Linked DNA regions of Sus scrofa: regions 1, 3 and 4 are each linked to region 2. The links are chromatin contacts, called in public promoter capture Hi-C maps. All regions are on one chromosome and are shown on one strand. The core of a region is the stretch at or near the end of the contact, and the rest is flanking DNA. Distances in the headings are between cores, read along the strand shown. Region 1 holds the start of MTF1 (metal regulatory transcription factor 1). Region 2 holds the start of DNALI1 (axonemal dynein light intermediate polypeptide 1). Region 3 holds the start of SF3A3 (splicing factor 3A subunit 3). Region 4 holds the start of UTP11 (UTP11, small subunit processome component homolog (S. cerevisiae)).

The links. Promoter capture Hi-C pulls out the DNA fragments that hold promoters and counts their contacts.
Region 1: a promoter capture Hi-C map of liver shows a contact between it and region 2, with 5 times the contacts expected there. The contact joins the promoter of MTF1 here to the promoter of DNALI1 in region 2. A contact is called at or near these places in 2 of 5 promoter capture datasets (fetal liver and liver), 13 of 47 Hi-C or Micro-C datasets (alveolar macrophages, blood, embryonic fibroblasts and 8 more) and 1 of 2 datasets of contacts at active chromatin or transcription factors (alveolar macrophages).
Region 3: a contact with region 2 is called in a promoter capture Hi-C map of liver, with 3 times the contacts expected there. The contact joins the promoter of SF3A3 here to the promoter of DNALI1 in region 2. A contact is called at or near these places in 1 of 5 promoter capture datasets (liver) and 1 of 2 datasets of contacts at active chromatin or transcription factors (alveolar macrophages).
Region 4: a promoter capture Hi-C map of liver shows a contact between it and region 2, with 4 times the contacts expected there. The contact joins the promoter of UTP11 here to the promoter of DNALI1 in region 2. A contact is called at or near these places in 1 of 5 promoter capture datasets (liver), 1 of 47 Hi-C or Micro-C datasets (liver) and 1 of 2 datasets of contacts at active chromatin or transcription factors (alveolar macrophages).

What each region holds. Positions count from the first base shown.
Region 1 is chr6:93,881,149-93,888,253 of Sscrofa11.1, reverse strand. MTF1 (metal regulatory transcription factor 1) reads left to right here and starts at 3,850. Exons shown (of 11, transcript NM_001243544.1): 1 at 3,850-3,934; 2 at 6,002-6,460. The coding sequence starts at 6,053. It overlaps INPP5B (type II inositol 1,4,5-trisphosphate 5-phosphatase), which reads left to right. Exons shown (of 25, transcript XM_021095974.1): 24 at 1,180-1,291; 25 at 1,952-2,783. The coding sequence ends at 2,067.
Region 2 is chr6:93,608,541-93,614,958 of Sscrofa11.1, reverse strand. It overlaps DNALI1 (axonemal dynein light intermediate polypeptide 1), which reads right to left and starts at 2,696. Exons shown (of 7, transcript XM_003361926.3): 1 at 1,990-2,696; 2 at 1,874-1,988; 3 at 1,207-1,352; 4 at 218-387. The coding sequence starts at 2,018. SNIP1 (smad nuclear-interacting protein 1) reads left to right here and starts at 2,790. Exons shown (of 4, transcript XM_021095969.1): 1 at 2,790-3,106; 2 at 4,803-4,905. The coding sequence starts at 2,883.
Region 3 is chr6:93,973,098-93,979,999 of Sscrofa11.1, reverse strand. SF3A3 (splicing factor 3A subunit 3) reads left to right here and starts at 3,676. Exons shown (of 17, transcript XM_003127795.2): 1 at 3,676-3,937; 2 at 4,207-4,254; 3 at 6,123-6,175; 4 at 6,279-6,384. The coding sequence starts at 3,842.
Region 4 is chr6:93,990,055-93,996,404 of Sscrofa11.1, reverse strand. UTP11 (UTP11, small subunit processome component homolog (S. cerevisiae)) reads right to left here and starts at 2,719. Exons shown (of 8, transcript NM_001244742.1): 1 at 2,640-2,719. The coding sequence starts at 2,702.

The sequences.
Region 1 (7,105 bases), core at 2,601-5,100, 270 kb before region 2:
CTCTCAGGTCCCTTTTTCTTTCTATGGCATCACCTTAATTCCAGGGACTCAACCCAGAAACCTGAGTCATTTCTGACTCCTCCCCTCCTCCCTTCCCACACGCTCAGTCCCCTTGATCTGTCACTCATCTGTCTCCCATTCTTATTCCACTTACCTAGGTTCAAGACCCTGCATTCTGGCTCTCTCTCTGCTGATTTGCTTTGCCTTCTGCAATTAGATTGTGGTTTCTTATTTATTTATTTATTATTTTAGGGCCACACCCATGGCATATGGAGGTTCCCAGGCTAGGGGTTGAATCGGAGCTGTAGCCATTGGCCTATGCCACAGCCACAGCCACACCAGCTCTGAGCCCTGTCTGCAGCTACACCACAGCTCACAGCATCTCCAGGTCCTTAACCCACTGAGCAAGATGAGGGATTGAACCTTCGTCCTCATGGATATTAAATTCATTTCCTCTGAGCCACGACGGGAACTCATAGATTGTGGTTTCTTAAGCTTTCATCATGTCTCTGTTGGTCAGAAACACTCTCCTTGCCAATTAAGGATTTTCTTAAACAAATTTTCTGGACTTTTTATCATCTATTCTAGTAATTCATATATGTAACAGGCCACGGCAGAATAATCTAGAAAACATGCTAACAAGTTCCAGAACTTTACCCCATATCCACTGAATCAAAACCTCTTTGGGAATATGTTTTGTACAAGCTTCTCAACCGATTCTGATATGCAGATAATGAGAGTACTCAGTGAATTCCAGCCTGATCAGCCCTTCCAGGCTTAAGGCCTGTTCAAACAGTAGTGCTCCTGCCAGAATTTTCTCACAAGGTCTTCTCTCGTGTTATCTCACTGATTTCCTTATCTTGCCTTTTTCTACACTTTATTTTACTCTAAATACACTGGTCCTCACCCCCTTAAGTCCAGCCCTCTCATATTTAAGACCAAGCTAAAATGTTTTCTGTACCTTTAATTCTTTTGAGAAAGTGCAGTTAGAAGTTTGACCCCTAAGTTCATATAGTACTTGATCTGTGTTTCTCTTTTGGCCCTTGTGCCAAGTGCAAGGATCAAGGTTTTCTGTGCATAGTTTTACTCATGTATTTGGATCATGTATTCAGTCCCTGGAATACAGATACTTGGCGAATGAATGAATGAAAAGACAAACCCCACTTCTTGCTCTTTTAGGTCATCACTACTCTCCCCGCATGCCACAGAAATGTCTTCACCTACCTGATGGCGTTTTTGCAAGAACTGCTGAAAAATTCAGCAAGAAATCATTTGGATGGTAATATTCTAGGTAAGCTGCCAAATGTGTGTGGAAAGCATATCTGCAAACAAGGGACTCATTATGAGAAAATAGTTGAGGAAGGGCCCTAGTCCACTGCAGTAGAACTGAAATCTCAAGCTGTGGGCCAGGATTACCCTCAGATAGATTTTTCTTTTTTCTTTGGCCACTCTCATAGCATGCGGACCTTCCTGGGCCAGGGATCAAACCTGTGCCACAGCCCCAACTCAAGCTGCTGCAGTGACAATGCCAGGTCCTTAACCTACTGCATCACAGCAGGAACTCCTCAAATAGTTGTTTTTTGGTTTTTGTCTTTTTAGGGCTGCAGGCACGGCATATGAAAAGTTCCCAGGCTAGGGGTCAAATCAGAGCTGCAGCTCCAGGCCTGCACCACAGCCATAGCAATGCCAGATCTGAGCCACATCTGTGACCTAAGCCATAAGCTCTCAGCAACGCTGGATCCTAAATCTACTGAGTGAGGCCAGGGATCGAACCTATGTCCTCATGGATACTGGTTGGGTTCATTACTGCTGAGCCACAATGAGAACGCCCTCAAATAGCTTTTTTAAGGTAGAAAATACTGCTTTGGAGCGCCCCTCCTCACTCCTAAAAACACGAGAATAAGTAGTACTTCTTTTGCTGAACCATTTGTTTTCTGTGTTTTTCATGCAGCTAGCATATTTGGTAGCTTGCTGCTTCGAAGCCCAGCTGGTCACCAAAAGCTTGAAACGGCAGAGAAGAAGAAGGCTCAAGAATTTATTCACCAGTTCCTCTGCAACTCACCCTGAGCCTCTTCATCTCCTCTCCTATTCTGCCTGGGGCAGCCAGTTACCAGCACCCCCTGTTTGAGCTCAAGAGCTGCCTTGAGAGGATGTGAACCCCCTTAGACGCAAAAGTGGCAGCTGCCTGTTTCTCGAGCCCAGACCGCCCTCCCCACCATGGCTGTCACTCTTGGTGCTGCTGCAAGTTGTGAAGACACGGGGGGAAATCCACCACAATAAAACTGACATACATTGTTCAACTTTAGTAATGTAACAGATAGATCTCTATTTTTTTTTTTTTAATGTTTAAACAACTGTACTTCATGTGCTCACTCTGCCTGCCTCCAGGGCATACAGTGCCTTCCCTGTAGCTTGGGCCCAGCTCCTCACAATCAGATAGCTGAACAAACTTTGGAGTCTGGAAGGATAAATGAGTTGGACACAGGAATGCAAACGGAAGCTGCTGAATAAACAGGTCACAGCCACACCAGATGCCTCCAGCACTCTGTCTGAGGACATGTGTGTATGCATATGCAAACCCTACCCCACTTCCAACTCAAATGTGGCTCACCTCTGGAGCTGGCCACTAAGCCTTTGAGGCCAATACAGTGGCGTGAAAATGAAAATACTGAAGAAATTGTTGTTCTGGTGAAACAAGTGGAATTTTCTGGCCAACGAATCCTCCAAACTGTATATAATGCATTCCCTCTCTCACATGTGTAATATATTTTAATGATAAATATATTTTTAACAGTGGTGTTTGTTTTTATCTTTTAAGAGGTGGCAGCTCTCAGCAGGTGGAAGTTTGTGGCTTAAGCACTGGGACAGCTGGTCAGGGGCCAGAGAGATATTTGCCTGGCAGTCTGGTGTTAATAGCCACTATTCACATTTTTCAAGCAAGAGAGTACAGGCATGGCTGCAACCCCTTGACCCCTAATCTAGTGTCTAAGGGTTGTCCCACTCTGAATATCCTAGAGAAGTAGCTTAAAAAATAGGCAGTGGCTGCTGAGAAGTTCTGACAGCTACATCTTCCAGGCATTTACAAGTCAGGAGCCGAGTGAAACCTCTTCTTGGAACACCACTACTTACTGTTCCTTGGGAGTGCAAAGTGATTTAGATGTGGGCCAGTAGGATGACAATGTGAAAGGGAATGGCCAGTAGGTGGCGCTGCCTTAGCCTGAGCGCGAGTACCCTGGAAGTCGACAGTCTCTTCAGGGAAAAAAGTTGGAACAAACGGTCTGGACAGGTGGGTGAGGAGGGAGTTGGGCGTCTTAGAGCATGTGAGACGGGGAAGAGGTGGAGGCATCCTCTGGCCAGCCTTGGAATACTCATTTCTGCCTTTGGGGTCCAATCTAATTTTCTTGGGCTCTTCTGCCCATATTAACTTTATTAGGTGAGGAGGGGAAGCTGGGGCCATAGTAGGAGAAATGAGGAATATCACAATTTTACAGGCTTTCCCCTTGCGGTCCCGGCTGGAATTCGGCGGCTGTGGTCCTTCTCGTTGCATTTGTGGCTACCAGGGTGAGGGCAGCGCAAACTGGGTTGAGGTTACTTTGGATTAGTGGTTGGATTAGCGTCCGGTGCCTCTGGAGCGGATCCTCGACTCCGTGAGGAGAGCGGACAAGGCGAGCCTAAGCCCGCGCGGGACAAACACGCTCCGCGAGGTCTCCGCGATGCCCTGCCCCGCCTCTCCCGCTCGCCAATTGGAGGCTCGAGCTCAGCCCCCACACCAGCTAAACCAACCAGAAGCGCCAGGGAGAGGCGGAGCCCATATCTGCTCCTTCCTCCGGAAAGCGGAAGCGGAAGTGACGTTCGGGGAAGGTGGGGGCAATCATGGTGCCGCTGGGGAGGGGAGAAGCTGCTGCCGCCGCCGCTGTTGCCGGGAGCCGCGGAGGTAAAAGGCGAAATTAGACGCGGCCTGGGCTGGGGACTTCCTGGGGGGCGCGGGACTTAGGCTCCCTCCTGAAGCATTTCCCAGTAGGGACCCCAGTCCGGTCACCATAGGGACCCCACCCCTCCTCCGTTTCCATGGGGATGGGTATCCAGCCCCCCTCCCCTGTTTCCATGGAGATCCGGACCCTGCCCCTCTCCGTCCGGCTTGGAGCCCCCCAGCCTGTCTTCGGGTTTTTCCGTGTAGCCCCGGACTGGGGGTTATCCCAGACAGGTTCCTTTTCCCAGCCTCCTCTCAAGGGTGCTTCGTTTGTACTTCTCGTTTGCTACCTTCGAATCTCCTGGTCTTGTTTGTTCCGGACAGTTGGTCTCCGCGTTGCCGCCTGTGGTGCCGGGTCAGCCCAGTGGGGCCCCCGGTACTCTTATCTCTCCTCTCAGATGCAGCGAAATGTGCATCTACCGGGTTGCGTAAGCCAGAGCAAGGGGTCGGGCCGGTTCCTCCCGGATCAGATCCCTTGGCCTGTCTCTGGTAACTACTACTCTGTTTAGCTGCCCTACAGCGTTAAAGGTTCACTTTAATCCAGAGCAGAAGAGAAAGCTAAAGTGCAAAGCCAGACTGAAAACTAAAAGTGATGTGCTAAATATTTTAAAATTCACTCCTCAGTCTCCCAAAGCTACATTTGTAGAACCTGTGTGTTTGCAGGTAAAAGAAGAGTCACTATAAATAAGACTCATCATTCCCTCATTGTAGAAAGGACACTATAAAGCATAGTTACTAGTGGACACCAGATTGTTTTAGGAGAGAAATATATAAAGTGATCTTCACTAGATATGCCTGATTAGGGATCAGCCCCTCTACCCATCTGTTCTTGGAAGGAGGGAACAAATTCACACTTGAGTCCTCCAAGGTTGTCAGACATTGTGCCTTGACATACATAATCTCTTTTACTCTGAACAACAATTTCTTGAGAATAGGAATTACCAGTCTCACCTTACTTGTGAGAAAAACTGAGGCACAGAACATTTACCCCAGTAGTAGTAAGTAGTAGAGCTGGGATTTGTGGGTAGGTGACTCTGCCTCCAAAGCCCTGACTATTCCACCCTAGACTTACTGTCTCATGGTCTGATTTGGGGGATATTTGGGGGGAGTGTCCTTTCTTGAAGATTTATAGCAACTCAGCCTTGAAGCACTTTGCCCTTATTTCCCCTAAAGTTTTTTGGTGTTTTTTTGTTTAGTTTTTTTTGGGGGGGGGCGGTGGCCATACCCACAGCGTGGGGAAGTTACTGGAGCAGGGATCAGACCTGAGCCACAGCAGTGACAACACTGAATCCTTAACTGTTAGGCCACCGGGGAACTCCCTCTTTAAGTATTTTGACCAACCTTCAAAGTGTTTGGCAATACGGCATATTTGGAAGGTCTCATGAATTGCTACTTATTCCTTCCATTAACTTTTTTTTTTTTTTTTTTTGTCTTTTCCAGGCCCGCACCCATGGCATATGGAGGTTCCCAGGCTAGGGGTCTAATTGGAGCTGTAGCCGCCGGCCTACGCCACAGCCATAGCAACACAGAATCGGAGCCAAGTCTGCGACCTACACCATAGCTCACAGCAATGCCGGATCCTTAACCCACTGCATGAAGCCAGAGATCGAACCCTCATCCTCATGGTTCTTAGTTGGATTCGTTAACCACTGAGCCACGACGGGAACTCCCCATTTTTAATTTTTTTAATTAATTTATTTTTTTGCTGCACAGTATGTGGAAAGTTCCCGGGGCAGGGAACAAACCTACATCATAGCTGTGACCAGAGGCGCAGCAGTGACATTGCTAGATCCTTAACCTGCCATGCCACAAGGGAACTCCTTCCATTTTTTTTAGAAGACATTCTTTTTCTTCAAGATAACTTGATGGGTTTAAATTTAGACTTAAAAAAAAATTATTCCCAAGGAAGATGTTTTTCATTTCAAGATGTTTGGCCTGCTCTTGAAATGAGAGGAAAAAAAGCCCTGTGATTGCTGAGGAGGTCCCTGGTCCTGTGCTATGACTCCTAACTTTGGCTTTGTTCTATTGCAGACAGGTCACTACCTTTCCATTTCTCACAATTGGGCTGAGCACAATTGAACCATGGGGGAACACAGTCCAGACAACAGCATCAGCTATTTTGAGGCAGAGGAAGATGAGCTGACCCCCGATGACAAGATGCTCAGGTTTGTGGATAAGAACGGACTGGTGCCTTCCTCATCTGGAACTGTTTATGATAGGACAACTGTTCTCATTGAGCAGGACCCTGGCACTTTGGAGGATGACGATGATGATGGACAGTGTGGAGAACACTTGCCTTTTCTAGTAGGGGGTGAAGAGGGCTTTCACCTAATAGATCATGAAGCAATGTCCCAGGGTTACGTGCAACACATCATTTCACCAGATCAGATTCATTTAACAATAAACCCTGGTTCCACGCCCATGCCAAGAAATATCGAAGGTGCAACCCTCACTCTGCAGTCGGAATGTCCAGAAACGAAACGCAAAGAAGTAAGTATAGCGGCGGGTGAGGGCCCAGTTTGGCTTTGGGGAAAGTCTTTACATGAGTCTTTCTGGCAGTTTCAGCTGGGGAGTGTAGGGGGTCCCTGGAATTGGGACCTGCAGTGGCTTTCCTTACTGTATATGCCTCACGTCTTGTTGTGACTGCTTTCTGGAACTTTTGGTGTGTACGGCCACATTGAAATTTGGGAAAAGTAAATTACCATTTTTTCAGAATGTCCTCCCCAAATCATAAATAAAATAGAAAATTCACTCTGGTAAATCCATGTTTCTGATGTGAAAGTAATAGAACTTGGCCTCTCTCTGGGTTGTGTGAAAATGATTTGTTTTGGAGAGATGAGTATTTGCTGGAATGTGCTTTATTTGTGAACGCTTAATGGATAATGAAGGCTGGCTTTCTTTTGTAAGAAAATGAGGCAAGAGACAGTAAACCAGGAGTTCCCTTGTGGCACAGAGGGTTAAGGAGCTGGCATTGTCACTGAAGTGGCTTCGATCACTACTGTGGTGCAGGTTTGATCCCTAGCCTGGAACTTCCACATGCTGTGGGCACATCCACCCTCCGCCCCCCAAAAAAGAGAGACAGTCAGTGAGAGCAGCTTATCTAAATAAGCTTTCATGCTCATATTTAGCTAATGT
Region 2 (6,418 bases), core at 1,447-3,946:
AAAAAAAAAGATTTGAAATTGATGTTCTTGTCTGACTCCAAACAGCTAAGGGGTGAAGAACCAGGTTTGCTAGGAATGTGGTGACTGGCAGGGGATGGGGGTCCTGAGAAGGGGAAGAGGGTGCATTTAGCAGTTCCTGGGTGGGGCAGGTCGGGATCTGTGCTGACGGGGAAGGAGGCACTAGGGGGTTGAGGACCCTCCCTCTCGGACTGCTCACCGAAACACTGGGAGTACAGCTCCCTGCGCACAGGGCAGATGCCGGTCTCCCGGGCCTGGCGCTGCTGCAGCTTCAGGTCCAACTGCTCCTGCAGGTGCACCACGTCCATCCTGGTGCTGGGGGTGCTGGACACCTGCTGGATCCATAGCTGTGTGTCCTCCACCCATTCCCTGTGGCACAGACAGAGCCGGGCTGAGTGAACCCCATCCACCAGAGAGGGTCACTGGGAGGGGAGCAGAGGTGGGCCTTTGTGTTCTCTGCTTGAGAGGAGCGAGGGGCAGCTCTGTCCCTGACCCACCAGAATCCTCCATCTCCTCCTTTTCCTTAAGGAGTGTGTGGCTCCAAAGCCACACCCACTGTGCAACCTCCAAGGGGCCCCTCCCCTGGGGCTGGGCAGTCTTCATTCTTCCAGGACCCTCTGTGAAGTCATCACCCATGTTCCAGATCTTAACCACTGACCATGGTGAGGACAGATCTATGGCGGTTGTTACTGAATGGAAGGCCCAGAGGAAATTCCCACTGACTTGACGGGGTAGGAGACACAGGGGACCATAGACCTGCGCCAGCCGGAAAGAGGTGAATGTATGTATTGCAGGCCATACCTCTATGGCCCCCCCATACTGACCAAGGATGAGCAGGTTGGGAGAAGGAAGACATTGTGATTTAGTTTGAGACATGTTAAGTTTGAGAAGTGTATTAGACATTTTCATGAAGGTAATGAGAACAGAGCAGAATATATGCGCATGGAGTTTAGGGGAGAGGACAGGGCTAGATCCAGCATATGGGCGCCATCAGCATTTAGAGCACTCTGAAAATGAGGAGATGTCTCCCCCCAACCCTCAGCATCTAGCCATCTGCAAGTTCTAGGAACTCTGGGATGCTAGGAAGAAATCCCAGCCAGAAACAGAGACAGGGTGCCTCCTCACACATTCCTAAGTTCTAGGATGCAAAAGTCTGGGCTTCCGCCCAGCCACTGCTTTTTTTTTAACCTTGGCGGCAGAATGGCATTCAAGATTTCTTCTGCCTGCTTTGTAGGATCTGGGACACAGGAAGTTGAGGGGAGCTTGGTCTTCGGTGGCTGTGGGACAGGACCTGAGGGTCCAGGCTGCTGGGGGCTGACTTTCAGTAGCCGAGCCTGAGAAGGAAGGACAAGGTGGGACAGGAGGTGATTTAGACACTCAGCTCCACACACTTTGGCAGGCTTTCACCGGGTCACTCGCATACCTCTCCCCCATTCTCAGATCACTCTTCCTCATTAGAAGTTATGTTTCAGAGCTGAAGGAGGCCATGAAGAATCTCTGGTCCCACCCCAACTCAATGCTTCTATCTCCTTGTGCAGATGTTGCTCAGGCCTTTACTTTCTTACCTTTAGAGATGGGGCCAGTCACTATCAGATCTATCCTTGTACACTACCTGGATAGGGCAGGGAGCCCCATCCATCTCTCTGTGACTTTTTTTCCCATCCTAAATCTGCCCTTAGGATCACCCAACATCTGGGCTTCTTGTACCGCTCTCCCACCCTCCTTGCCTGGTCCTAATTCCCTTTATTCCCAGTCACTGCACCCTCTGTCCCTTGGGACTCCCAATCCTCAAGGCAGGGATCTGTCATTCCCCGTGGGAGTTTCCGAGCTCCCCCATCCTGAGACTCCTCCTTACTTTGGGACTCCGTTTCTCCGTGTTGCGGCTCACCAATACCGGGGTATCATACTTGAGCAGAGAGTCGGCGGGGGGGATCATGGCGGCGGCGAGGGTAGCAGCACAGCAGCGACCCTCCTGTCAGGGCAGTGTTTGCCGTCGCCATGGAAACGTCCTTGACATCCTCATGGCCTGGGCGGGGCTTCGAGGCGGGGCGGGGCCAGCAGCTCGAGAGTTTCTTTCTGCTCAACCTTCGAGGAAAGTTCTCCTGCGTTTAGCTTGTCAAGCCTCCTGCTCACCGGGATCGCCTTAGCACTCTTGGAAGCAGGGGAAACTTGAGTTCTGGATCCCTTCGCTGCGTCCAGCTCACGGTTTGAGTAAGGCGCAGATCACTTTCGCTGATCCTGGATTTTGTCACCCGCAAATGGAATCATTTGACTCCTCAGTGAAGGCTGAGGAAGATTCCCAGAGGAAGGCATTTAAAGTTCCCAGGTTTTAAAAAGAGTTTGCCTTTAATGGAGAAATGGCGACGATTTGCCCGGCCGACGATTTGCCCGGGCTACGATCTGTGATTGCATTTCCTTCTCTTCCCCTTTCCTTCGTATTTCCAAACGTAAATGTCATCACAGTCTGCGCACAATTTTGCATCTTGCTTCTTCCATTTAACAAGTCAGACTTTTTTCCATTTGTCGTATAGTTTGTAAATACCATTGCAAATGGTGACATAATCTCTTTTCTACTGCTGGATGTGTAGTTTGTCCCCATGTTTAGTAACTAGTAATAACGCGTCAACAAACAACCTTGAGAGGAGCTTTTTCCCCCCAATTTGTTTTTGAAACCTAAAACTCCCGCCCCACAGAGTCGGGTCCCTAAGGCCCCGCCCACTCGGGATTCTGATCGCGTTATCCGCCGCGAGGGTTTCTGGGAGAGCGCGCACCCGGAAGCGGAAGTCCAGGACTCAAGTCCGTCATTTCCTTCACGGAGAGGAGCGCGACGGTCCTGTTTTTCCTTGGCTCAGCCGTTTCACAGCATGAAGGAGGTGAAGAGCGAGCGGGAGCGGGGAAGTCGGCGAAGGCACCGGGACGGGGACATGGTGGCGGCGGCGACGGTGGTGGTGAAGCAGGAGCGCCTCAGCCCGGAATCCGCGCCTCCTGTCCATCGCCGTCCGGACTCCTCCGGCGGTAGCCCTTCCCCGCTGGCCGGCGAGTCAGGCCGCCCCGGTCACCGCGGGAACCGAGCTCGAGGAGGTAGCCGGTAAGTGGGAAGCAGCCTGGGGTAGACCTGAGGTCGGGCTTTTTGAGAAAGGGGGACAGGGCTGGCACCAGGAGCACACCTTGAATGCTGAGCGCGGCAGCTTGAATTAATCCTAAGGCGATAGAAGTGACCGGTTGTGAGTGTGTTAACGTTTACTCTGATACCTGTTACTTGCGTTATACCTGGGCGTTAAACGCCTAATGCCTGATGGGCAAGTTCTTGCTCCTTCATCTCTGTGTGCTCAGCATTTCTCCGAGTATGGTCCAGCTGATGACAATGATAGTTTATGTTGAAATGAAAGATTTTTCCCACCTGCCTCCAAATGGGGTTATTTTTTCAGTTATCTGCCCCAAGAAGTTTTCATATCCTGAGCCTAGGTGATCTGTCTGATATTCTGGGGGGAAATTGTCTTTTGCGAACAATTTATTCATTCATTCGACATAGTTTTGTCGAGTACTTATTATGTGCTAAAGACCTCATAGGTTATAAAATAATGTGGAAAATAGCTATGTACAATTTTTTAAAATATAAATGTATATGTGGAATTTGAATCAAACTGTAAAATTATACACAGATAAAACTGAAATAAAGAAAATAATGGGAGTTCCCATTGTACCTCAGCAGTAACGAACTGGACTAGTATTCTTGAGGACTATGAGGATGTAGAATTCATCCCTGGCCTCGATCAGTGGGTTCAGGATCCAGCGTTGCCATAAGCTGCATTGTAGGTCGAAGATGCGGCTCTGATCCTGTGTTGCTATGGCTGTGGCGTAGGCCAGCAGCTGTGGCTCTGATTTGACCCCTAGCCTGGGAACTTCCATATGCTAAGGGTGTGGCCCTAAAAAGACAAAAAAAAAAAAAAAAAAAAAAAGGAAGAAAGAAAGAAAAAGAAAAGAAAATATGAGGCAGGCAGGCAGGCCGTCCTGGGTATTGGGGTGGAAAGAATGAGCATGATAGATGATCTCTACCCTGGTGAAACTGAGATGCTCTAGCCCTGAGACAGAATAACAAGGAAATAAAGAAAATAATTTGTTAGTAACAAGTACTAGGGATAGGTTAAGACAGTAATGTCATAGAGAGTGGAGAGAAGTGGTTCTCTGTGAAAAGTCTGCCACTTGACCTGAAACCTGATTGATAAAAATAATCCAGGCTTGTAAAGATCTAATCAGAGAAAACAAGCAGTGCAAAGATCCTGAAGTGGAATTAATTGTGTTCCTTCTAGAAAAGGAGGAGGGGAGGGGATCCGGTATAGTGAGGTGGGTAGGAATGCGGTGGGAGAGAGAAGAGGTAGAGCCTGGAGCCAGAGGACTTGCTGATTGATTGTGAGCGTGTTGGGGAGGAGCATGGGGCCTCTTGGTGGTAAGGGGGAGAAAAAAAAAGAATCTAGGATGACTTCTAGGTTTTTGGCCTGAGGAACGGATGGATAGTGGTATCAGTTACCCTGATGGCAAAGATAGGAAAGTTGAGAGGTGGGAATTTAGCCTTCTCTTATCGAAGTGAGAAGTTTCAATTGGCAGCTACATATGTGGGAGACATTCAGGGCTGAAAAAGTGAAGCTCCTGACTCCTTTAGTGTGATCAGCAGAAGCCTTCACAAATGTGATGTTTGTGTTAGTAGATAGGCCTGATACTTGAAGCTAATTTGTATGAGCGAATGAAAATTGAGATGAAATTTATGTGTACCATTCTCTGAACAGGTCCCCACCGAGAAAGAAAAATAAGTCCTCGGGGAGAAGAAGCAAGTCTCCCCGGAGTAGGAGAAGCCGAAGTCCTCACCACTCAACAGTCAAAGTGAAGCAGGTAAGCGGATTGAGATGTTTTCATACCGGCTCCATCAGAGCTGGAGTGTTGTGTGTGTGTTCACCTCTGCCTGCGGTGGGCTTTTCTAGAAACTGGCTTTTTGGGGTTTTTTTGTCTGCCTGTTTACTTCGTTAAACTAAACCTTTTATTTTGAGATAACTGTTGATTCACCTGCAGTTGTAAGAAAATAATACAGAAGTGGTTGTTTCTCCCATTGGAAGCATTTTACATAATTATAGAACTCTATTCCAACCAGAAAAAATTTTTAAGGGAAAAGTGGTTTTTGTTTTTAATTAAAGTATAGTTTAATGATAGTTCCCTCTGGTGTACAGTAGGTCCTTGTTGATTATCTATTCACAACCAAAATATTGACATCAATACAGTTAACATGCAAAACCTTTCCATCACCACAAGATCCCTCATATAGTCCTTTTGTAGTCATATTCATTTCCTTCGCACCCTTAGCCCTCAATTCCTGGCAGCTTCTCATCTCGTTTCCATTTTGTAATTTTGTCATTTCACAAATATTATGTAAATGAAATCATACAGTATGCAGTCTTATGGGATTGGCTTTTTTCCATTCTGCAAAATTCTTTGCAGATGCATTTAGATTATTGCATCTCTGTAGTTCATTCTTTTTATTGCCGAATGATATTCACTGGTATGGGTTTAACCATTTTCCCATTAAGGAACATCTGGGTTGTTCACAGTTTTTGGCTCTTAGACATAAGGCTGCTGTGTAAACATTTGTGTACAGGTTTTTGTGTGAACATGAGTTTTTATTTCTCTGGGATGAATGCCTGGGGGTGCAGTTGCTGTATGGTATGATAGTTCCATGTTTAATTTTTTTAAGAAATTGCCACACTGTTTTCCAGAGTGCTGTGTTAATTTTCTAGGTCTTCCATAACAAAATACCACAAACTGGCTGCCTTAAACAACAAAAACTGTATTTTTTCCACAGTTTTAGAGGCTAGAAGTCACAGACCAAAGTTTCAGCTGTTTGGTTTCTCCTGAGGCCTCTCTCCTTGGCTTGCAGCTAGTCACTGTCCCAGCTGTGTTCTCACATAGCCTTTCCTCAGTGGCTCATGTCCCTGGCTCATGTCTCTTCCTATTAACCACAACAGCCATGTTGGATTAGGGTGTCAACTCCTTTCAACTCAACCAGTTTTTTGTTTTTTTTTTTTTTAAATCTCACCTCCACAAAATTTGGTTACATTCTTAGATGGGGGGATTGGGACTTGAACATATAAATTTGGAGCGAGCACAACATAACAGTGGCTACACCATTTTACATTTCCACCTATAATGTGTGAGTGATCCAATTTCTCTGCATCCTCACCTGCATATGGTATTGGCACACGTTTTTGTTTTTTTTTTTTTTTCTTAGCCATTCTGATAGGTATGAAAGTGCTACTGTGATTTTTAGTTTGCATTTCCCTGAGGCTGATGGTGTTGACCAGCTTTTCATGTGCTTATTTGCCGTCTATATTTCCTCTCATGTGAAATGTCTCTT
Region 3 (6,902 bases), core at 2,427-4,926, 360 kb before region 2:
CGCTGCTCCCCTCACCCGGCGTCTAACACCCCTGCCCCAGCGCTTCGGCGGCCTGTGGTCTGGGCTCCGCGGTCCAGACTGTCGGAGCCCGACTCGTGCGCATTGGCGGCGGGCGCGGGCTGAGGCGCTCACGTCCCGCCCGCAGCCTCCCGGGTGGGGGCCCCCAGCGCCGGGCGGGCGGACCCTTGGCGCCCTGTGGGGGAGGGGCCCTCCTGTCCGACAGGACCGCGTGATTATATGTATCTCAAATGAAATCCTCCCAGAAATCCTACGCGGCGGGCGTTTTTCCATTTCACAGAGGAGTCTCCAGTTGTCAGTTCCCCAGTCACCTAGGTAGATCCGGGATTCTAATCCGTTCCACACTTCCTCCGGGCACAATTCGAATCCTAAACTTTCCGAAGCTGTGGTTGATGGACATTTTCAACAAGCCTTTACAAATGCCCGCCATGTCTGCTTATAATTAATAATCACACGTTGATATATTGGTCTCTTTCTTCCATCTGCCTCTAGGAGGACTGGGCTCACGCCTGCCTTGGTCACCTCTCTCACCTCTCGTCTCTCAGCGCCCAGCACTCACTACATGCTCAGTAAATACTTGCTGAGGAAGTGTAGTCCAAGCATAGAAAACAGCTAGTGCAAAGCCCTGGCGCCGTGAAAAACCATACGGTGTCCGTTGGGGAAGCGGCAAGTAATTTCATTTGGAGGAAGTGCCAAGAGACTAAAATGGCAGGCAGAGGCCAGGTCAAGAAAAGCCAGACGCCAAGTTAAACAGAACTCACCCTGCGGGTAAAGCAGCCAGTGGAAATGTTTAAGCAGGGCGGTGAGATGATCACTCCGCTGCAGGCTGCAGCGTGAATAATTGATTGGAGCGGCAAGATAATCAGGCTGCTTAGGAGGCCAGTGCAGCGGTCCAGGTGAGCGATAACTGAGGCAGGTGGCAGCAGGAGTGGAAAAGACAGGACTTGGTGACTTATTTGAAGGAATGGGGAAGGAGAAGGTTTTAGTGGAAGGAAGGCATCAGGTAAATGGTGTTGCTTAGGTGGTCCACCCACCTAAGAGAAAAGAGATGCACAGGTACAATGTGATATTGATTTCAAGAAAAACATTTTTCAGATTTAACATCTCAGAAACCCAGACACAGCATATAATCAACCGTGTGACATGATTTAATTAACAATTTTTTCTTTCTTAGTGGAATGTCAAATAATGGTGGGGTTAACATTCGATAGCATTTCACGTTGGAGGAAATACGGTAGATCCCAAGCTTTATCCCCACTCCCCCACTCCACCTCTTCCTTTCCCAGAAAGATACGCACACAGTCTTTGCAATCCAGAACAGGAATTTTTGGGGTCCCCCTCCTTTTTGAGGGCCGCTGTATAATGGAGGTTCCCAGGCTAGGAGTGGAATCGGAGCTGTGGCTGCACCGCAGCCATAGTCACGCTGGATCTGAACAACACGAGAGAGGCCAGGGATTGAACCTGGGCCCTCACAGATACTAGTTTGTTGGTTAACCATTGAGCCAGGAGGGGAACTCCCCTCAAGGGAAATTTTTTTACCTTCTTCCTAGGAAAAGATTCCTAGGTTTTTCCAGGAAAACGAAAGCTCTAGAGAGTAGTTGTGCCCGGGGCGGGGGGGGGGGGGGGGGGGGGGGGGGGGGAAGGGGGGCACTCTCTCTAAGGTTGAGGTCTTGCTTAAATTTCAGACATCATATAATCCTCTCAAGACCCCATGAGCAGGCAGGACAAAAGTCATTATCTTTATGTTGTTTTTAAAACTAATAAACAAAAAGCAAAGCATGCTTATTGCAGAAAACTTGGAGAATGCTGAAAAGCAGAGACAGTAAATCACTAATAACTCCTTGATATAACCCCCTAGTTCTTTTTTATTAAGCAGGCATGTACACCTATGTATTTTCATTTTTTAGTTATTAATGTTTTTGTTTTTCTTTTGCGTTTTAGAGCCATACCCTCGGCATATGGAGGTCCCCGGGCCAGGGGTCCAGAAGGAGCTGTAGCCTTGGCCTACACCAGAGCCATGGCAACTTGGGATCCAAGCTGCGTCTGTGACTACACCATAGCTCACGGCAACGCCGGATCCCTAGTCCACTGAATGAGGCCAGGGATCAAATCCCACAACCTCCTGGTTCCTAGCCAGATTCGTTTCCACTGGGCCACGACGGGAACTCCTCTAGGTTTTTTCATTTTTCGTGACCATCTTTCCATCTGAGTTCACACAGATTTTTTTTTTTTTTTTTTTTTGCTTTTTAGGGCCCGCACTGTATGGAAGTTCCCAGGCTAGGGGTTGTATCTGAGCTGCATCTGCAATCTACGCCACAGCTCACAGCACCACCAGATCCCAGACCCACTGAGTGAGGCCAGGGATCAAACCCACATCCTTATGGATACTAGTCAGAATTGTTTCTGCTGCTCCACAACAGGAACTCCCCCAACAGAATTTTTAAACAGCTTCTACTGAGGTAGAAGTTACATACCATAAAATTCACCCAAGTTAAGTGTACAATTCAATTAATTTTAGGAAATTTATCACAGCTGTGCAACTATCACCACAATCCAATTTTAGAACATTTTTATCATCCCCCAAAAGATTTCCTGTGTCTTTTGCAGTTGCTTCCTGTCTCACCTCCAGCAGCAGGAAACCACTCGTTTACTGTGTATAGATATGCCATCTGGACATAAGCTATGTCACTTTTTGTGTCTGGCTTCTTTCACTTAGTGTGATGTTTTCATGGTTCGTCCATATCTCAGCATTCCTTTATTGCTGAATAATATTCCATTATATGGACACATCACATTTGGTTTGCCCATTTACCAGTTAATGGATTTGTGAGTTGCATCCTGTTTCTGTCTATAATGAATATCACTGCTATGAACATCTGAACATATGGACTTGTTTTCATTTCTCTACCTAGAAGTGGACATATGGACTTGCTTCACTTTTTTTTTTTTTAAAGCCGAATAGCATTTTGCTTCTTGGATGTACCATATTTTATTTAACCAGCCCCCTGCTGATCGACAATTAGGATGCTTCCACATATGCAGAAAGAAAGAAAAAGGAAGGAAGGCAAAGAAAAGGAAAGGAGGAGTTCCCGTCGTGGCGCAGTGGAAACGAATCCACCTAAGAACCATGAGGTAGTGGGTTCAATCCCTGGCGTTTTTCAGTGGGTTAAGGATCTGGCGTTGTGGTGAGCTGTGGTATAGGTCGCAGAAGCATCTGGGATCCTGCGTTGCTGTGGCTAAGGTGTAGGCCGGCAGCTGTAGCTCTGATTGGACCCCTAGCCTGGAACCCTCCATATGCTGCAAGTGCGGCCCTAAAAAGCAAAAAAAAAAAGAAAAAAAGAAAAAAAACCCTGCTCTCATCCCCATTTTACTGACAAGGACACGGAGGTCCCGAGAAGAGAAAAACTTTGTCAAAGGTCACACAAAGAGCTGGAGACTCAAGTTCCGGTTCCCTACTCCCATCCATACGCTTCAACCACTCATCCAGTTTCCTACCCTCTCGGCCTCAGGAGGCCCCGGAAAACCAGGTCAGATCCCTTGAAGCCAGGGTGTTGGTGGATATCTGCCTGCCCCCTAGAGGCACCTGGAAACCGTTGGGCATCGCGCAACACACCCCCGGCCAGCAGGGGGCACTGCAGCCGTGTCCCGAGCACTGATTGGGTCTCCCGCGGTGCTCACTTTTCGTCGAGTCTTCGAAGCACTTCCGGCAGCCGCGGAACTTTGGTGCAGCCGGACGCGCGGCTCGGCGACGCGGGCGCGCAAGGCGGCAGAAGTCGTTTCCGGCCGTTTCGGTGGTCCGCCTTGCGGCTCGGGAGGAGGGACGATGGAGACGATTCTGGAGCAACAGCGGCGCTATCATGAGGAGAAGGAACGGCTTATGGACGTCATGGCTAAAGAGATGCTCACCAAGAAGTCCACGGTGAGTGGGGCCTGGGCAGGGGTACCCCTGAAACTGGGCCCCTTGCCCGTGTTTAACCTCAGAGAGCCCCAGACCTGCTCCGCGCCCGCCCCCTCCCCGGACTCGCTCCCGAAACTCTCGCCTTGGTAACATTCTCCCCGGGCCCTGCGCCCAGAGGCCTCTCGGCTTGGGCCGCTAAGACCTGAGCGGGTAAGCTCCGCCCTCGGGCGCCCGTCCTAACTCCAGAACAACGACTAACGGCGTCCTTGTCACCGTTTGCCTTTCTTCAGCTCCGGGACCAGATCAATTCTGACCACCGCACACGGGCCATGCAAGATGTGAGTGCCCTGCTGTTCGCTTCTCTTTGGGTCGTGATGGACTGGAAGAGGGAGGAGGGGGGACACGGGTGTCAACAGGAGCCCTGGCCACAGGTAACCAGATTGGCCAGTCGAGGGTTTGTATGCCTGCCAAATGTCCACACGCTGCCAAACCTGAGGGTGCTTAACTGCCCTTGCTCACTTCTTTGAATGGGAAACTCATTCATTATTCATTACCGGGGAAGATGCCTCTTTAAAGCCTCCTCTGTCCAGTGGATGACCAAAGAGTAGTTATAGTGATTCAAACTCAGACGGTACTCTGCCTTCTCCCCCAAAGAGAATGCTGTGTATTAGTGTTTTCCTCTCAGAACACTGTATTGAAATATTTTTTGCTTACCAGGCTGCATTTTTCTAGTAATAGTTCCATTTTTTTTTAGAAAGAGTCAAAACTAAAATGTTGGTACGTATTAAAACTGAGTGGTAGGTAAGTGGAGGTTCATTATACTGTGCTTTCTAGCTCTGTTTTTGCGTGTTTGAAACCTATTTAGAAAGGGAAAAAAGATCTAATCAGAATTTCTAGTTTGGAGGACATAATTAATATTATAAGCCCTAGTCCCTTAGCTAAATTCCCAAAAGCAAAGTACTCCAAAAACAAAAGGTTATTTGTTCTTTTAATTACTTGGTGGCAAAAATCTGACTTGATATGAACAGATGAGAGACCTTTTTATTGTCTTTATCCCATTGAATAAATAGTGCATAAATTTCACTGCAGAACTATTAATGTGTGTTCCAGATTCCACTAGGTATATTATATATAGTGCCTTCCTGAAATTAAAAACTTCAAATTCTGAAACAAATCTGGTCCTGAAAGCTTTGGAGAAGAGACTGTGTACTTGTTCCATCCTGAGTTTGAATCTGGAGGAGACTGTGTGATGTTTTATTTAGCATGTGCACTCCTCAGTTAAGCTTTTTTTTTTTTTTTTTTTTTTTTTTTTTGTCTTTTTAGGGCCACACACGCGGCACATGGTGGTTCCCAGGCTAGGGCTCACATCGGAGCTGTAGCCGCCAGCCATTACCACAGCCACAGCCACACCAGATTCGAGCTATGTCTGTGACCTACACCACAGCTCACGGCAACGCCCGATCCTTAACCCACTGATTGAGGCCAGGGATCGAACCTGCATCCACATGGATCCTAGTCAGATTATTTTTCCGCTGAGCCATGACAGGAACTCCTCAGACAAGCTTTTTGAAATAATGGAAAACATCTTTGACTATCCGTTTATCTTTGAGGGTCTTAGGTGGGAACTGCTTTGTATCAGAGTGACTTCCTTATATGGTTCACTTTTAGATCTTCTAGGGAGAGTTAAATATGGGAACTCTGCCACCCCTCAAATCACATCACTTAGGTAATCTTCAAAATAACCTGTTTGAAAAACTGACTAGGAACCAATGCTGTGTATTATAGATCCCAGAAAGCACAAGAACTTTTCTTTTTTGGGGGGAGCCGCACCTATGGCATATGGAGATTCTCAGGCTAGGGGTCGAATTGGAGCTGTAGCCACTGGCCTATGCCACAGCCACAGCAATACCCGATCTAAGCCGCGTCTTCCACCTAATCACAGCTCACGGCAACACTGGATCCTTGACCCACTGAGCGAGGCCAGGGATCGAACCTGCATCCTCATGGATGCTAGTCAGATTCGTTTCCATTAAGCCACAACAGGAACTCCTGACAAGAACTTTTTTTTTTTTTTTTTTCCTGACAAGAACTTTTAAAGCACATCTCTTAAGGTTTCCTTGGGCTTTGACTAGAAAGCCCTTTTTGGTTGCTTGGGTCTAAATTGTACAGATTGCTTCATTCTGATGGGTTTGTGTTTGCCTTTCAGAGGTATATGGAAGTCAGTGGGAACCTGAGGGATTTGTATGATGATAAGGATGGGTAAGTGACAGTCAGCCAATCCAGAAATTATTCCTCCTGAGGAGCTGTCACTAGAGGACTGATTTTGTGTTCCATGTTCTATGGATTTTTTCTGAAATTGCAGGTTACGGAAGGAGGAGCTCAATGCCATTTCAGGACCCAACGAGTTTGCTGAATTCTATAATAGACTCAAGCAGATAAAGGAATTCCACCGGAAACACCCAAACGAGGTATGACCTTGGGAAGTATTTTCCCCAAACCTGTCCAAAGAGCATACTAAAGAGAAAGATAGGAGGAAAAGAGACTTGTGCCACTCATGTGTCCCTTCAAAAAAGAACGTGCCATTTAACTGCAGGGAGCATAACTAGCTGACATACTACAACTCCAGTGCTTTCAGATTCTCCCTAGGTTTAAGCTAAGGCCATTCTCTTCTTAGGCAGTCCCCAGCCAGAGACCGAGCACAGAGGCAGGTACCATGGCCTGGTTATTTCTGCCCAACGTGAGACTCTTCTAATGAGGAATATTTGCTCCAGAGCTCCCCATTGTGCTGAATCAGAGGGTAGCTGTCTGCATCATGGTCTAGGATCTCCCCGCCCAGTCCTGCTCTCCTTTTTGTCTTTCATGGGTAATAACCCCCAAAAAACTGCTTATGCTCTTAACTCTGTCTTGAAATCCGCTGCCCAGATGATCCAACTGGCACAAAGAGGCTTTTCTCATTCCAGTAATCATTACACCTTCACTATTCAGC
Region 4 (6,350 bases), core at 1,470-3,969, 380 kb before region 2:
TCTCTCCCACCCCCCATATATATTTTTTCTTTTTTTGGTCTTTTTGGGGCTGCACCTTCAGCATAGGGAAGTTCCCAGGCTAGGGGTTGAATCGGAGCTGCAGCTCCAGAGCAATGCCAGATCCAAGCCACGTCTGTGACCTGGTGTACCAAGCTCGAAGGAACAACAGATCCTTTAACCCACTGAGTGGGGCCAGGGATCAAACCCATATCCTCATGGATACTAGTCGGATTCATTACCACTGAGCCACAATAGGAACTCCACTTAATATTTAAAATAAAACCCAGACCCTCTCCTGATAATTTTTAGTTTTAATTATTAGACAAAGGGAAGTGACAGAGCAGATGAAGAAAACTCAAGGGTTAAAAGAGCAAGAACATGAGGCAGAAATCTTCTTTTCTTTTTTTTTTTTGCTTTTCTTTTTTTTTTTTTTTTTTTTTTTGCTTCGCAGCATATGAAGGTTCTGGGCTAGGGGTCCAATCAGAGCTATAGCTGCCACCTACACCACAGCTCATGGCAACACCAGATCCTTAACCCACTGAGCAAGGCCAGGGATCGAACCCGCAACCTCATGGTTCTTAGTCAGATCCATCTCTGCTGCACCACGATGGGAACGCCTGAGGAAAAATCTTGAAATTTGTCATGTCCACTCGAATGTACACCTACATTACAGAAGGCATTGAATCTGAAATAGTTCACATAATTACACATACTCCACCCAAACCAACTACCTTCCCCACTGCCTCAGTGAGGGATGTACAGGATAAAGTTCAAACTTTACCCAAATAGGAAGTGCTCTTATCAATGTGTTTACCAACTTTTCCAGCATGGCCTTCTCACCTCTCCCACAAAGACCCTCTATTCCTACTCAGACAGGGCCACATCACGCTCTCGGCCAGATTTAAAAGTCCTCCATCTTCGCTACGAATCCAAATCAACTATTTGCCACTGTGCCTTTGGACACACTATTCAACCTCTTCAAGCATCAGATTCCTCATTGGTAAAATGAGGATAACATCCACCTCGCAGGAATGCTGTAGGATTATAAGAGATAATCCTGGTACAGCATGTTGGGCTGCACCTAGCATACAGTCAGTGCTCAAAAAGTGACAGCTATTATCACTGCCTTCCAAGTTTCACTGTAATGCTTTCTCTAATCATCTCTCCTCTTTCTACTCATGTTCCTCATTGGGCGTTTTTTGTTTTTTTCTCTTTTCTTAAAAATTATTTTTCTTTCTTTCTTTTTTTTTTCTCATCAGGCATTGTTTATATAAAGCTGCTGCTTTATCCAACTTTTAGTAGCCTCTGGATTCAAAACACTTGGTCTGATTCCTGGCTTTGCCAATTGCCAGCTACAGCTGTATGTCTTTGGGCAAATTTCTTAACCTGAGTCTTAGCTTCCCCATTGCAAATATAAAAAAAAATAGTACCTACTTCCACACACACTTGAAAGCTAAATGTGATTAGAAAAGCAAAGCATTTTGCACTTTGGCTCCCACACACAGTAAGCACTTCTAGGTGTTTTTACTTTTAGATAGGTCCACACATAGGTGCAAAGAAGTTGGCAAATTACACTACTCCCAGCACACCGCTGAGCACACAGCAAGTGCACAACAAATGTCGGATAAATACGATAAAGCAGTAAGATGGAACTGTGGTTGGGAGGCCTTACTTCCATTCCACTCATCAGTGGTACAACTTTAGACATATCCTTCTCTCTCTCTTCCCCATCTTATAAAATGAAGTTGGACCAGATACCCTACAGACCTTTCTGAATTGGATATTGTGTGATTCCTGAGAGCACTAGAATAAATTGATTCTGCATATACTAAGCAAATTTCTACTCAACCCTCCCACACAGGCACATCCACCAAAGACGTCCTACAACTCTTTACTAGGCCTGAATTTGGTGTTTCTGATCGGGCAAATCAGTTTCACTCTTTGGACCTCAGTTTATTCATCTGTGTAACGGGGATGAAAAACACCAACACTACATGGTGAGACAGAAACAAAAAGCGTATGTGATAAATCTTCATTGACCCCAAGGCCCAGGCATGATGATGGTATCACATTAAGAACACCAATCTCAGAGTTCCCTGATGGCTCAGCAAATTAAAGATGGGGTGTTGTCACTGCTACGGCACAGGTTCCATACGTGGCCCGGGAACTTCCGGAAGCGGGGCGGAAGGCCGGAAAAAAAGGAAGAAGAAAAAAAAAAACCAATTCTGCACACGCAGTGGGCACAGCTGAGCATCTTTAGATGTGGGCACTTACTGTGTGAACTTTGACCTCAGCTTCCCCGGAAAAAAAAAAGCACTTTACAAACAGCATCTCATTTAACTACTTCATTGAAAACTCGCAAGATAGCTTTGATTATCCCCAAAGTATGAGGACAGCCGCGTTCTTCCTAGAGAGAACTACAACCTCCTCCTCCTCCTCTCTCCTCTCCGAACCGCGAGCCTCGAACCACGAGCCTCGGTCCCAGCTACGCCAGCGTCATTAGCATATATTTGCAGGTATTTACACGTAGCATCTCTGCATAGAAAAGGCCAAGACCCACAGGTAAAACGGAGTAGGTTTGCGACGAGGATAGCACACGGGCCCACAGGCCAGCGCTAGTGGGGACTATGCGGTCCTACCTGGCTTCGCTCTCGGTGTTCCCGCTGCCGGGATTTAGCCGCCTTCCGAAAAGCCGCCGCCATGTCGGCTCGCTTCTGGAACAGCGCAGTAGGCAACACAGGTTCCTCACCGGATCAGCCGCCGTTTCTACAGATCCTACCGGAAATAGGCCAAGCCGCCGGCGGCTTAGGACCGCCTACTTCTTCTCGGCAGCGTATCCAGAGCCTGCCCTTCAGGAAGTACGTCATGGAGCAAAGGCGCCCTCCCCAAGCTGTTTCTGGGAAGTGTAGTTCCTTAGGTCTAGTCTCATAACTCTACGACAGCCAGTTTGGTTCGCCAGACCTTGGTCCACGTGTACTGGACTTCACACTCGGTTGTGGGTCGGTACCTGGAAACAAGCGGCAGGCACTGCCCTAGGGCCGAGCTGGACCTGTGTGCGCCTGCTCAGTCTCATACGCCTCTTCATTTGACGTATTTACGCGGTGCGTTTAAAGCTAGGACCCCCATGAATTTTCCCCGTGTACCAGAGAAAGCTTTCTACAAGGAGACAGCGACCTTAAAGTCATGTCTGGCTCTGCCAGTTACTGGCTATGTGACTTTGGACAGGTCGCTTGACTTTAATGAACATCGTTTTTCTCATCTATAAAGCAAGGATAATAATAGCATGCACTGCTTGCCTCATAGGGCGGTCAAAGAGCTCATAGTTGAACGAAGGAGTCATATCATGGCATTAATTACAGAGTTCTAAGTCTCTCACACCCTCAAGGTGTGGCTGACAGAATGAGTGTCAGAGGCAGTACCATGTAATGATTAGGACCATAAACCACGGAGGTGTGTTCTGATCCTAACTGTTAGCAGCCAAAACAAAGTTAGCTTCACTGAACCTTATCTCCCATCTGTAAAATGGAGGTAATAATACTATACTACAGGATTGTTGTGAGAATAAAATGTTTAAATGTTTAAAGTCCTTAATACTCTGTTCGCCCATTAGTAAGTTCACAATTTATTGGACCTATTATTGTTATTATTGTTGTAATACTAAACATACTTGTAAGGATAGATAGAGAGTTGGGCACAGCGGAGCATTCCAGGGGCATTTGGCTTCTTTTCCACCATGTGAAGTTAACCTTTAGCAAGTTCTGTAATTGCATCTGCGTCTTTTTTATTTTATTTGTTTATTTATTTATTTTTGCTTTTTAGGGCTGCATCCATGGCATATGGAATTTCTCAGGCTAGAGGTCCAATCCAAGCTACAGCTGCCAGCCTACACCACAGCCACAGCAATGCTGTAGGATCCAAGCTGCATCTGTGACCTACACCACAGCTCAGAGCAACACCGGATACTTAACCCACTGAGCAAGGTCAGGGATTGAACATGTGTCCTCATGGATACTAGTCCAGTTCGTTACCGCTAAGCTACAACGGGAACTCTGCACCTGTGTCTCTTGACAGGGCTCAACCCTGCAGCTGAAGAACTCTGGGGAAATCCTTTTCTCAGTCCCCAGAGGTGCAAATCCAGTAAACCAGTGGGCATGTAAAAGCTGAAAGTCGGTGAGATCTGCTGTGGAAGAAGTTTTTCCTGCTTCTCAATCTGAGCCTTGCCCAACTAGGACCAAACACAGTAACAAAATTGCATCTCATTTGTTACTTAACCATTAAAAGACAAGAACCTTCATGATCTGGCCCACGCCCACCTTTCCAACCTCATCTCTTTTAAGAAGCCCAGGAGTTCTCCTATGCTGCAGCAGGTTAAGGATCCGGCATTCTCATTGCAGCAGCTCGTGTTGCTACTGTGGTGTGGGTTCAGTCCTGGCCTGGGAACTTACATATGTCACAGGTGTGGCCCCAAAAAATAAATTAATTAATAGGAAGCCCAGCCATCAGACAGAGTGCCCAGATGGCAGCCCCAGTAGCTCCTGCCACTTCCCCTGATGAAGGCATGCAGTGGTGAGCACACCCAGGAGAAGGCAGCTGTGCCCTGGAAGGGAAAGGAGGGGGTCCTCCAGTCAGCCACAGATTTGAATTGCACATCCACCGCCTATCAGCTTGTGATTTAGGGCCACACTGTCAAACCTTCTGAGCCCCATATCCTACTCTGTAAAATAGCAATAATATAATAAGCATTTCTTACGGCTTTTGTGAGAACTGAGGGAAGGAATGACTGTTACTTAGCATTGTACCATGCATGTAGCTGGCATTTAACCATAGGTGGAGTTCCTGTCGTGGCGCAGTGATTAATGAATCCGACTAGGAACCGTGAGGTTGCAGGTTCGATCCCTGGTCTTGCTCAGTGGGTTAAGGATCCGGCATTGCCATGAGCTGTGGTGTAGGTCGCAGACGCGGCTCGGAACCTGCATTGCTGTGGCTCTGGCGTAGGCCGGTGCCTACAGCTCCGATTAGACCTCTAGCCTGGGAACCTCCATATGCCGTGGGAGTGGCCCAAGAAAATGGCAAAAAGATGAAAAAAACCCAAAACCATAGGTTATTTTCCCTCTACCATTCCTCCCCACACTCTGTAGAAGTCACTCACTTAACATCTGCACCCACAGACCCAATGCCAGGCTTGGGCTCACAAGGAAAGTGCTTCTGGGCAATCTGAAAGAGGGTGTCTGCTTAGCCAGGAGGACTGCAGGGGCTGTATTCAGCCCAGTGGATAAGAGTGAGCAATACACCCAGAGAAAGAAGGAAGTTTTCTCACTGGGGGGAGGGGGAGGACTTGTGGTTACAAGCATCAGGAGTGATTCAGCACCCAGAGGAAACCACGAGAGGCCTGCCAGCCTTCAGTCACCCAGGGCCTCCTTTTGAAAACACTGCCAAAGTGAAAGAAGAGCTGGGAGACCCCAAGCAAGCCCCCTTCCACCACAAGATAAGGAACAGGAATGGTAGATGGAGACCTCCAGGGTGGGTGAAGGGACAACCAGATCCTACTCATCCAAAGCCAGTTGGCCAGCACTCAGGCTCTGCTTCCAGCCCCAGCTCAGACACACCTGTTCCCTGGAGCAGGGAGGAGGACTGATGGGGAACAGGAACAGGGAGTCCATGAGGCTGATCCCTAGATGTCCCTGGGGCACGTCCACCTGGGCCAACGGAAATAGAGCAAGCAGGGAAATGTGAGCCCATTAGGGAGCTGGAAATGGGGAGGGGAAAGGATCCAGCCCCTGCCATTCGCCAGTCTCTCTCTCAGTCTGGGCTGACTCAGAAATCTCCTAACCTTCCCGGGGCCCCAAGACTCCAAGTCCAAGAAGCGAAACCTCAAAACCTCAACACTTGACCAGGAAAGAGAGTATTTAGTGGTGGTGATGGAGGGCATCCTACATACAGAATAGCCTCTCTGTGCTTTCATCTGATCCTCATAAAAATGCTGTGTGCCAGGGAGTCCACCCCCTTTTTTTGCTTTTTCTTTTTTTTTGCTTTTTTGCTTTTTAGGGCCGCACTCGAGGCATATGGAGGTTCCCAGGCTAGGGGGAGCTGCAACTGCTGGCCTACGCCACAGCCACAGCAATGCAGGATCTGAGCCCTGTCTGCAACCTACACCACAGCTCACGGCAATGCGGCAATGCCGGATCCTTAACCTACTGAGCAAGGCCAGGTATTGAACCCGCATTCTAATGGATCCTAGTAGGGTTCGTTAACCACTGAGCCACGAAGGGAACTCCCGGGAGTCCACCACTCTTAGCAGATGAGAGACTGAGGCTTTAAGAGGTTAACTGACTACAGAGGCTCTAGAGCCT